Regions from separate parts of the Zea mays genome. Here region 1 is linked to region 2. A link is a contact called in public Hi-C data. All regions are on one chromosome and are shown on one strand. The core of a region is the stretch at or near the end of the contact, and the rest is flanking DNA. Distances in the headings are between cores, read along the strand shown.

Region 1 (5,135 bases), core at 1,301-3,800, 240 kb before region 2:
GAAATGTCTACAATATGTCTTGGTATGTTGCTTGGGCTCCCACACCTTCAAATGGTCGGTTGGCTGAAGTATATATAGGCCCCCTAATTCAAATATAGCCGTTGGAGGAAAGTTGTACCTCTCTGCGACACACCAGACAGTCCGGTGTGCCACTAGCCGTTGGATCTATCAGGTGACCGTTGGCGCTGTCAGCCTTGCACCGGACAGTTCGGTGTCTCACCGGACAGTCCGGGCTCTACTGCACAGTGCCACCAAGAACTAGTCGTTGGGCTACTATTCGCTAGTGCACCGGATAGTTCTATGTGCCACCAAACGGTCCGCTAGTGGCAACACTTTTCTTCATTTCTTGGACTTTGCTTGATACTTGTTGATCTTCACCTATGGTCTTCATAATGTCTTCTTTTGAGGTGTTGCTTCCTTAATGCCTTAGTCCAATTTACTTTAGCATCCTGTGAACTACAAACATAAACACTAGCAAACACATTAGTCCACATGTTATGTTGATCATCAAACACCAAAATCACTTAGCCAAATGGCCCGGGGTCCATTTTTCTTGCATTGAATAATTTGGTATATGTTTCCTTTTGCTTTTGGAATCATTCAGTTATGGTTCCATTGTAATGATCATTTAGTTAGCTTCTACATTAGATGTTAATGTTGATCAGTAGAGCAATATATTTTTATGTCGATGATTGTTGCCACTCACTCTCCATTTGGTTTCTTTTCCTTCCATTACACAAAAGCTAATTGGAATCAGCTTGGTCCACCTAACTGTTCTATATAATACTCACTAACTCACCTAACCCTTGATTAGGGTTAAGGGTTTCATCATTTCCAACTGAAAAGAAGATGGTTGCCAATCTGGCATTGTTTCCATATATCTGTGCACCAAAACATGCAAGAAAATGGCTAACCAAAATATATTCGTAGGCGAAGAAACCACCACATGTGGAAAACACAAAATGGGTTTTAGCTCCTACCCTTACCCTAGGAAATGCTACCATTTTTCCACATCACTGCTTTCCAGCTCCAGTAATTAAGTCCAGTGCTACAAATGTCTTTAACTCGAGGGCGATATGCATAGCGATACCTCCACCACCTGGTGTGACGCTTCCAGCTCATAATGCAGTACCATCTGACTTATCAGCCAAGGTATGTATGCCCCGTCCGTTATTGCATAGGAGTGGTTGCAAACTGACAGTTAAAAAAAAGATATTCTGAAGGGTTGAATTTCGGTAGGTATTTTTTAAAATTTTGGCAGAATTCCGCCCTTAAAATCTTGATATTTCTATTTAGAACCTGCCATGTTTAGGCAATAGATGTTTTGTGGTTCATCGATTGCAAGACGATTAAGGCTGAGAAAACGGGTGTGTGTTTGACAGTTGCACAATGAAAAGCAGTATACTGAAACATGGCAACGGAATCTGGCTTGGAATATTGTCCTCTTACAACATATTTTCAGTCTTATACTTCTGCTCCCCTTGTTGTAGGGTACACAAGTGAAGTCCCTTGCAGCAGAGAACACGTCCCTTCGATCTGAAATCGGCAGTCTAAACAGAGCGCTCAGAGAAGCTCATATTAGAGAACTCTGCCTTAATGGTGTAATGAAAATTTTCCTAATGCCTCTCCCTACTATATTCAGGCGATGCCTTTCCTCTGACGAAATAGATCATTTCTTCTCTTGGGTCAGTTTAGTACCTCAAAATACTTTGTAGCCCATTATCTCAACTTAATGTGATTTGTGTTACAACAATCATTTGTTCTGACATATGATTATTGTTAGTACTAATCTTAAGGTACTCGACCTTTTAATTTTGTGGCCGCATCAAAATGGTTGTCCTATACGCTATAACCGGGGGCGAGCCCATGTAGAAGCAAGGGTATTTAATTGAATACCCATTATTTTTTGGCAATAGAATTTATGTGTATACATATTATATCTATGAAGTGAAATATTGTAAAAATATAAAATAACACCATTTTAAAGCTATTTGACTCAAACTTCGCTTTTTGCTGGTCTTTTTCATTTTCCTACCGTGCGACTAGGGATTGGGAGTTGGGACACGAGTATATGGTTTGCAAATCTATAACTACGAGACAAAATTTAATCCACACCCATACACATATATGTTCCTAGCATGAATAACAATTTTAGGCTCCTAAAAAAGTATGTCTACTAGAATTTCGAATACCCATCCTTCAAATACTGGGCACACCCTGTCTATAACATACGGAATAGCTTGTTCCACTACTTGCGTGAAATGTCCCGCGCCTGCCTGATAGGGCGTTTTCTTTTCTAGTAATTGTGAATGGACAGAGTATCTAAACTACCACCGATGATCAGGTGCTAGCCCCGTAGCGGTTTCACCTTCCGTCCAAACCGGCAAACCCGGTGGCGCCCGCCGCGCCGCCCCCTGCTAATCTGCACCCGCCCTCCAGTCAATTCTCCTCTCACTCCTTTCTGCAGCGTGCGCCTGCGGTAGCTATGACTACGACTATGAGGCCATGATGACACACCCCGCAGCACCTGATCATCTCGCCTGACCTGGGGGCTGGGGCATGCAGCAGCCAACTCGGCACAGCAAGCAGGAAGTGGTTTCCTTTCTCCGCTGACCTCCCCCCGCCACTATATATACCTCCCGCTCTCTCCTTCATTCGCCATTATCATTTCCATTCCACCGAAGATCCCAGAAACAAGCCAATAGCCCAATAGGCAATAGCTAGAGGTCTCTTCGTTGCGCTGCTAGTACACATAAAAGCAAGAGCGAGAGCGAGAGAGAGAGAGAAGAAGAAGAAGATGAGGCCGGGGAGAGATGGTGGAGGTGTTTCGGCGAAGCTAACGGGCGGCGCAGGCGGGGCCCCGCCGAGCCTATGGAAGACGCCGACCCCATACGTCTTCCTAGGCCTGGCCTTCATGATGTGCGTCATCGCGACGGCTCTGCTCGTGCTCATCTGCACGCGCAAGAAGGCGTCGTCCTCGCGGCGGCGGGATGATGGGGCGGCCGACGAGAGGGCGGCGCTCGCGCCGCTGGACCGCGAGCCCAAGGTCGTCGTCTTCATGCCCGGCGACCGCGCGCAGCCGTCCTTCCTCGCCAGCGTCAAGCCGCTCGGCGGCGGCGGTGATGATGGCACGGCGGCAGCGTAGCCGCCAGAGGGGGAGAGAGGAGGACAAAAGAGGCCAGCCCCGCGCGCGTCGAACTCGAACCGAGCCGAGCCGAGCCGGCGACGCGGGGACAATTTTGTGGATAGATATTAGATAGTAATAGTATGAGTGTGTATTTTTGAGACGGAGTTTGGTTTGGCTCAAAAGATCCCATGCATCTTCAATAAACGCGTGCGGCCTTTTGGTTTGGCTGCGTGTGCGCGTTCAGGTTGGATCCAATCGATTTGGCTTAGAAGTTAGAACTCTGCACGACTGCTATCTCTTGTGCTGCATCATCGACGACGACCATGCTTTGTTCGTCGGCACACACGCCGTCACAGCGACGAGGAGCCTCGCCGGCGGCAGGTGTTTCAGTAGTGGTAGTGGCAGGTTATTACCGCAAGGGAAACGAATTTGCAGTAGCTAGCTAGATTGGTGCAAAGATGTGCTCCAAATGTAAAAAGGGCGCCCAGGCCCGGCGGCCTGACGACAGCTGAGCTGCACCTGCACGTCGAACCGAGAGGCCGGAATCGCCGCCGGCGTATTCTCGAGGGCGCAGGCTTTTCGTGGCACCCAGATCTGTCGACGGCGAGCCACCGTCAGGCTCATCAATGCAACATCTGATCCGCGTGGCGGTGCATGCGTCGCCGGTATACATGTGTAGTACACGAAGCTGAATAATATTAATAATCGATCGAGCCGAGTACGACCTGCCATTGTAGTATATCAATGCTGGCCGGTCGATTTACATATCGGTTTTTTTTTTCTTCTATAATCAAACTTGTTCGATTATATGTCGTTAAGTACTCTCGAAACATGTAAATCCCCTAGTTAGGTACTCGACCTTGTTCCCTATTTAATTAGGTACTCAAACTTATTTTGTTATGTACTAGTCCTATTCTCTAAAATCGAAAATCACATGCATAGGTCGCAAATTTCTACTCGTGTCTCACAGCCCGTTCAAACAGGTCCGACTTGTACTTCTTTCTATTCGTGTGATATACACCGATCTGTATCGCTCACATGTGAGGTCCATGGTCCATCTCTCCTCCCTCTCCATGAGAAAAAAAAACATGCCAAGACATAGAAAGGATTAGCATGCCAATTGCCAAAGGTGTAAAAAAAAGGTTCACGAAAGAAGAGTGGGCTCAGGTCCACTCGTCTTTGGCGTATCCGTCCGAGCTACCAGCAAGCAGGGCCCACTGAGATCTAGGCCCCTCACCGGGTGAGCAATGCAACAAGCATCCATCGGCATGGATGGCTCGAGCGGGGCCGCGGCGCCGCCACAAACACACACCTGAGCTACCATATCAGCATACCGTACTGGTTGTGCTGTGCAACGGCAGGTAAGGTTGCCGCACAAAAGATCGCGTCGTGCAGAATTGTAAGGCAAATATCGATTGGATCCAATCTGAAGTGTACGAACTGATCGAACGCGCAGCCAAACCAAAAATAAAGGTCCCACGCGTTTCCGGAAGCTGGGAGCATTTGCCGAAACAAACCAAACCAAACCAAACCAAACCAAACATTCGTTTTCGCTGATTTCAAAAGGCGCGCCGCCCCTCATAGTCTCAGATTCTCATGTGGGAAGGGGACAAAAAAAACCTATTCATAAAATTGACCGCGTGTCTCCGGCTCGGCGTCCGCGACGCGCGCGCGCACAGACACACACACTACCACCGCGCCGCGCCGTCACCGCCGGGGTAGCCCCTCGATGTCGTCAGTCGCCGTTTCCGATCCCTCCAGGCTACACTGCCGCCGCGCCGTCGCCGCCGAGCGGCTTGGCGCTGGCGACGAAGGACGGTGCGTCGTGGTCGCCTGGCATGAACACAACGACCTTGGGCTCGCGGTGCAGCGGGTCGAGGGCCCGCGCCGCCGCCGCCGCCTCGGCCGCCGCCTTCTCGTCGGCCCCCTGCGGCGAGGACGACGGCAGCTTCTTGCGCATGCAGATGAGCACGGCGAGCGCCACCGCGACGACGCCCATCATGAAGGA
Region 2 (4,888 bases), core at 959-3,458:
ACTGCGCACTGGGCGGTTGCGCCTGGACTGCACACTGGCGGCGGCTGTAGGTGGAGGGAGGACCGGAGGAGGGAGGAGGGGGGCGGCGGCGTACCTGGAGGGCGGAGGACGGCCGACGGCGGCAGCGTCTGGCTCTGGCGGCTCCGCGGCTGGTAGTTTGGCGGCTGGAGCAAGCTTGCTGGTTAAAGGCCCATTAAGGCCCAACAACTCATAGACGCATAGAACGTCCGCAGAACGGATAAAACATACAAACGCGCGTTCCGACGTTTAAACGTCGCTTAAACGTCCAAAACGGATGTTCTATACAGTTTTTTTTTTAAACGTACGGACGCTTTAACTCCTAATCACGTTTTAGCGCTTAAACGACGCTTAATCGTCGTTTAAACGACGCTTTAATAACCATGAGGCCAACTTCACATGAAGGTCACCAAAATAATGATAAGAAGGCGCCGCAAGCAGACTGCTGATGCTGAGTGATGAGTAGCACTGAGTAAATTGTTGATGCTGAGTGATATAAGCACTGAGTAAATTTTAAGATAGCATCTATGTTATGCCTTATTGTCAACCCTAAATAGCATATTAGAGAAGAACAATCTCATATTCTAACAAGATTGTTTTTGTCCAGTATTTCGAGATATCCATTGTGAACATTGTGCGACATGCTAGTTACATAACATACAAAAGACAATCATGATCAAAATCAAGTGCACCATTTGCATGAACTACTTAAAATTTGTAAACAATAATCAACTGCTAAACAGTCTTGGCATACTTCACTTGATAAGTTACTTTTCAAAGCACATCAAAACTGGTTCACGCCAATGGACTGGGATGACTAAATTGAGTTCCCAAGCACAGAAAACAAGCATTTACAATGTTGATTCTGTAATTACGTTGAATGCCAAACAAAGTATTAGCCCAGCAGTACAAATATGGTAGTAACTATACCCTCTGAAAAGCAAGGAAGAATTTGATTGAAACAAGATGTATGTACAAATTGTTAAGATAATTGTTCTTACCATTCAACTCTCGAGCACAAAAGCTAAATCCTGAAAAAATCAAGATCATAGAAGTATAATTCTACTGGCATGTAAACATCCTAGCGCCAATTCAATGAGTGAGGTTTCTAACTTCCGTGGAATGATGGAATTGCATCCAAGACATAGCACCAATCAGCCCTAGCTCAAACCTGCATCGGTGCACCCAACTGTGGTGTTGAACCACCAGCAGAATGGCGCCTCGTCCTCCGCTTCTCATACTCAGGGTCATCAGTAGGCAGCTCATACCGGCACACCGGGCACGTGTTCCGGATGGCAAGCCATGGACCAATGCACGCCCCGTGGTAGAAATGCCCACACGGCAGCCCAGTGGTGAGCTCCCCCTGTTCCATCCCTTCCTTGCAAACAGCGCACTCCTGCACAACCTCCTCGCCTCTGACGGCCACCACCTGGAGCCGCTCCACCACTGCAAGCGCCGCCGGCGGGGCGCCGCCCACTTCCACGACGTGCCCCGGCAGCACCTCGAACTCGTCCTCGTCCAGAGGCACCGGGAGCAGCTCCCACCCGACACCGCTCCGGAAGATGCCTTCAAGCTCCGTGTCGCCATCGCCGAAGTCAAACGGAGGCTCATCGGAGAAGATCGAGTCGTCGTCACCGCTGTCGATGCCCTCCATCACGCCCAGCATCTCCCGCTCGTCGAGGAACCCGAACACGTCGGCGTCGGCATCGGCGTCTCCTTCTAGTCCTTGTCCTCCCCCTCCGGCGCCGCCAGCGCCACCGCCGACGCCGAGGGCAGCGTCCGCGATCTCCTCCCACTCGAAGCTAGCGGCGTCATCGAGGCAGCCCCAGAAGGGCGGGGAGCAGGTCAGCGAGGGAGAGAGGTGGCGGAGGTCGGGGTCGGAGTCGAAGGAGATTGGGGACCCCGGGATGTGGGTTAGGGTTTCGGGATCAAACCCCGCGGAAAAGACGTCGCGTGGGCAGGCGAGATCCAACTCGATGGACTCGGAGAAGGAGACGTAGGAGAGGTCTCCGAAACCATCGTCCCCGACGTCGAGAAAGAGCTCGTCGCCGAAGTCCGCCATAGAAGGCGGCGGCACCCGGTTGTGGGGATGGGATTGGATGGGGTGGCGGTGGACTGGTGGTGCGTCCCGTCCGTTGCCGTGTGAGGCGCGGGCGTGGCGTCCCCGTCTCGTGTGTTGGTGTTGGATTTGGCCATTCCTCGCACCAGAAGACGCCTTCCTAAAGCGTTTACGTAAACTTTAAATACGCCTTCCAGTACCGTTTGCATTCACATGAACAAGTCAAATCGTCCGTCACATGCTCCCATCATGGGCCACCCGACCAACCCGACTCAATCCATCCGAAAAAATCTGACCCAACCCGATTCGACCAATGCAACGGGCTAGCATTCGCGCTTCCAATCCACACGTGAGAACTTAGAAAGCTCAACTGGGCTCAAGCACACTTTCGCAGACTGATCTGCTTAGACTTCGGGTGTTGGGGCTTAAAGGGAAACCACACAAAGCTCTGGTGATCCACTCTATTCTATAGTAACCTCCACCTTCTGGATGGATTCAAGTTAATACAGATAGATGCTCGAGAGGTCAGCCAAGACCGGAGGAATCTTTTGAAACTACACAGTGTACATAGATGCTTTGCGCTTTGGTTGGGTAGCGAATTCGCATATCAGGCTGTCGGCGTTTCGACCCCGGGGGTCTCTGGACCGACGAGTAAAATTGTCGCTGCGTGTCCTAGCCCAGATAGGTTGGCACGAGATGAAACACAAGGGGAGAAACGCGGCTCGTGTTATCCTGCGCCAGGGGGATGCGCTTGCAGTAGGGGTTACAAGCGTTCGCGAGAGAGAGGGTGAGCCTGCTCGTCGGCTCGTTCTCCCGCGCGACCCTCCCGCATGGAGGCCCTGGACCTTCCTTTTATAGATGCAAGGAGAGGGTCCAGGTGTACAATGGGGGTGTAGCTATGCGCTAACGTGCCCGGCAAAGAGGTGCATGAGCCCTGTGTACATGCCAACGTGGCTGTCGGAGGGGCGCTAAAGCCCTTTGTACGCGGTAACGTGGTCGTCGGAGGAGCGCTCGAGTCTTGTAGAAGCACAGCTGTCGGGGCTGCTGGGACCTTGCTGACGTCTCTTTGCTTCCGTAGGGGGTTGAGAACCGTCGTCGTCACGGACGCACGCGGGGAGCCATCATTACTCGATTACCGGGGCGAGCCAGATGGGACGCCGGTCTTGTTCCCCGTAGCCTGAGCTAGCTAGGGGTAGGGTAATGATGTATCCCCCATGGTGCGGTTGGTCCGAGCCCAAGATCGGGCGAGGCGGAGACTCCTCCTGAGGCCGAGGCCGGGGTCGAGCGAGGACGTGATTCTTCCCGAGGTCGAGGTAGAGGCCGAGCCCTGGGTCGGGCGAGGCGGAGACCACCTTCCGAGGTCGAGGTTGAGGCCGAGCCCTGGGGTCGGGCGAGGCGGAGTCCTCCTTCCGAGGCCGAGGTTGAGGGCGAGCCCTGTGGTCGGGCGAGGCGAAGACCATCTTTCGAGGCCGAGGCGGGGGCCGAGCCCTGGGGTCGGGCGAGGTGGAGACCTCCTCCTGAGGTCGAGGCCCAAGGTCGGGCGAGGCGGAGTTTCTTGTTGCGCCTGAGGCTGAGCTTAGCTGTTGTTAGCCTCACCCTGGCGGGTGGCACAGCAGTCGGAGAGGGGCGAGCGACGCTGTTTTCCTGTCAGGTCGGTCAGTGGAAGGACGAAGTGATTGCGGTCACTTCGACCTTGCCGACTGAGGCACGTGTGTCAGGATAAGGTGTCAGGCGATCCTCGCATTGAATGTGCCTGTGATACGGTCGGTTGGTGAGGCGATCTGGCCAAGGTTGCTTCACTGCGAAGCCTGCCCGAGCTGGGCTTCGGGCGAGTCGAGGGTGTGCCCGTTGCTTGAGGAGGCCCTCGGGCGAGGCGAGAAGTCATCTGCGACTACTGTTCCCGCCCGAGGCTGGGCTCGGGCGAGGCGAGATCGCGTCCCTTGAGTAGACGAAGCCTTGACCTGAATCGTGCCCATCAGTCTCTGCCGCTTGCGCTGATGGTGGTTACCAGCCGTGTTTAGGAGTGTTGGGGGTACCCCTAATTAAGGTACCCAATAGTAGCCCCCGAGCCTCGAAGGGAGTGTTGGTACTCGCTTGGAGGCTTTGTCGCATTTTTTGTGAGGGGACCGGTGAAAGGGTATTAGGCTTACACCTATTTTCCTAATTAATTTTGGTGGTTGAAATGCCCAACACAAATAATTGGACTAACTAGTTTGCTCTAGTCTATAAGTTCTACAGGTGCCAAATGTTCACAACAAGCCAATAAAAAGACAAAGAAAAGGGTTCAACAAAAAGAGCAAGGGATAACCAAAGTGTGCCCTGGTCTGGCGCACCGGACTGTCCGGTGTGCCACCGGACAGTGTCCGGTGCACCAGGGGACTCCAAGCTAAACTTCGCACCTTCGGGAACTCTCAGAGGCGATTCACTATAATTCACCGGACTGTCCGGTGTACCACCGGACAGTGTCCGGTGCCCCAAGGGAGAGCAACTCTGAACTCGCCACCTTCGGATTTCCGCTCCGCTAAAATTCACCGGACATGTCCGATGCACACCGGACTATCCGGTGAGCCAGCGGAGCAACGGCTACTTCGCGCGCAACGGTCGACTGCAACACATTAAATGCGCGCCTGCGCGCAGAGGTCAGAGCACGCGCGGGTGGCACACCGGACAGTCTACAGGACTTGTCCGGTGCGCCACCGGACAGCCAGGCGGGCCCACAAGACAGAGCTCCAACGGTCAAACCCTAACGGCCGGGTGACATGGCTGGCACACCGGACACTGTCCGGTGGCGCACCGGACTGTCCGGTGCGC

What was found. Hi-C and Micro-C count contacts between places; a contact is called where the count stands out from the background.
Region 1: a contact with region 2 is called in a Hi-C map of bundle sheath, with 4 times the contacts expected there. The contact joins the promoter of LOC103638763 here to the promoter of LOC100284102 in region 2. A contact is called at or near these places in 7 of 25 Hi-C or Micro-C datasets (bundle sheath, ear, endosperm and 3 more).

Annotation. Positions count from the first base shown.
Region 1 is chr9:103,291,136-103,296,270 of Zm-B73-REFERENCE-NAM-5.0, reverse strand. It overlaps LOC103638763, which reads left to right and starts at 2,550. Exons shown (of 1, transcript XM_008661582.4): 1 at 2,550-3,382. The coding sequence starts at 2,798. The coding sequence ends at 3,145. It overlaps LOC100274724, which reads right to left. Exons shown (of 1, transcript NM_001151649.3): 1 at 4,652-5,135. The coding sequence ends at 4,890.
Region 2 is chr9:103,048,645-103,053,532 of Zm-B73-REFERENCE-NAM-5.0, reverse strand. It overlaps LOC100284102, which reads right to left and starts at 2,208. Exons shown (of 1, transcript NM_001157000.2): 1 at 953-2,208. The coding sequence starts at 2,080. The coding sequence ends at 1,184.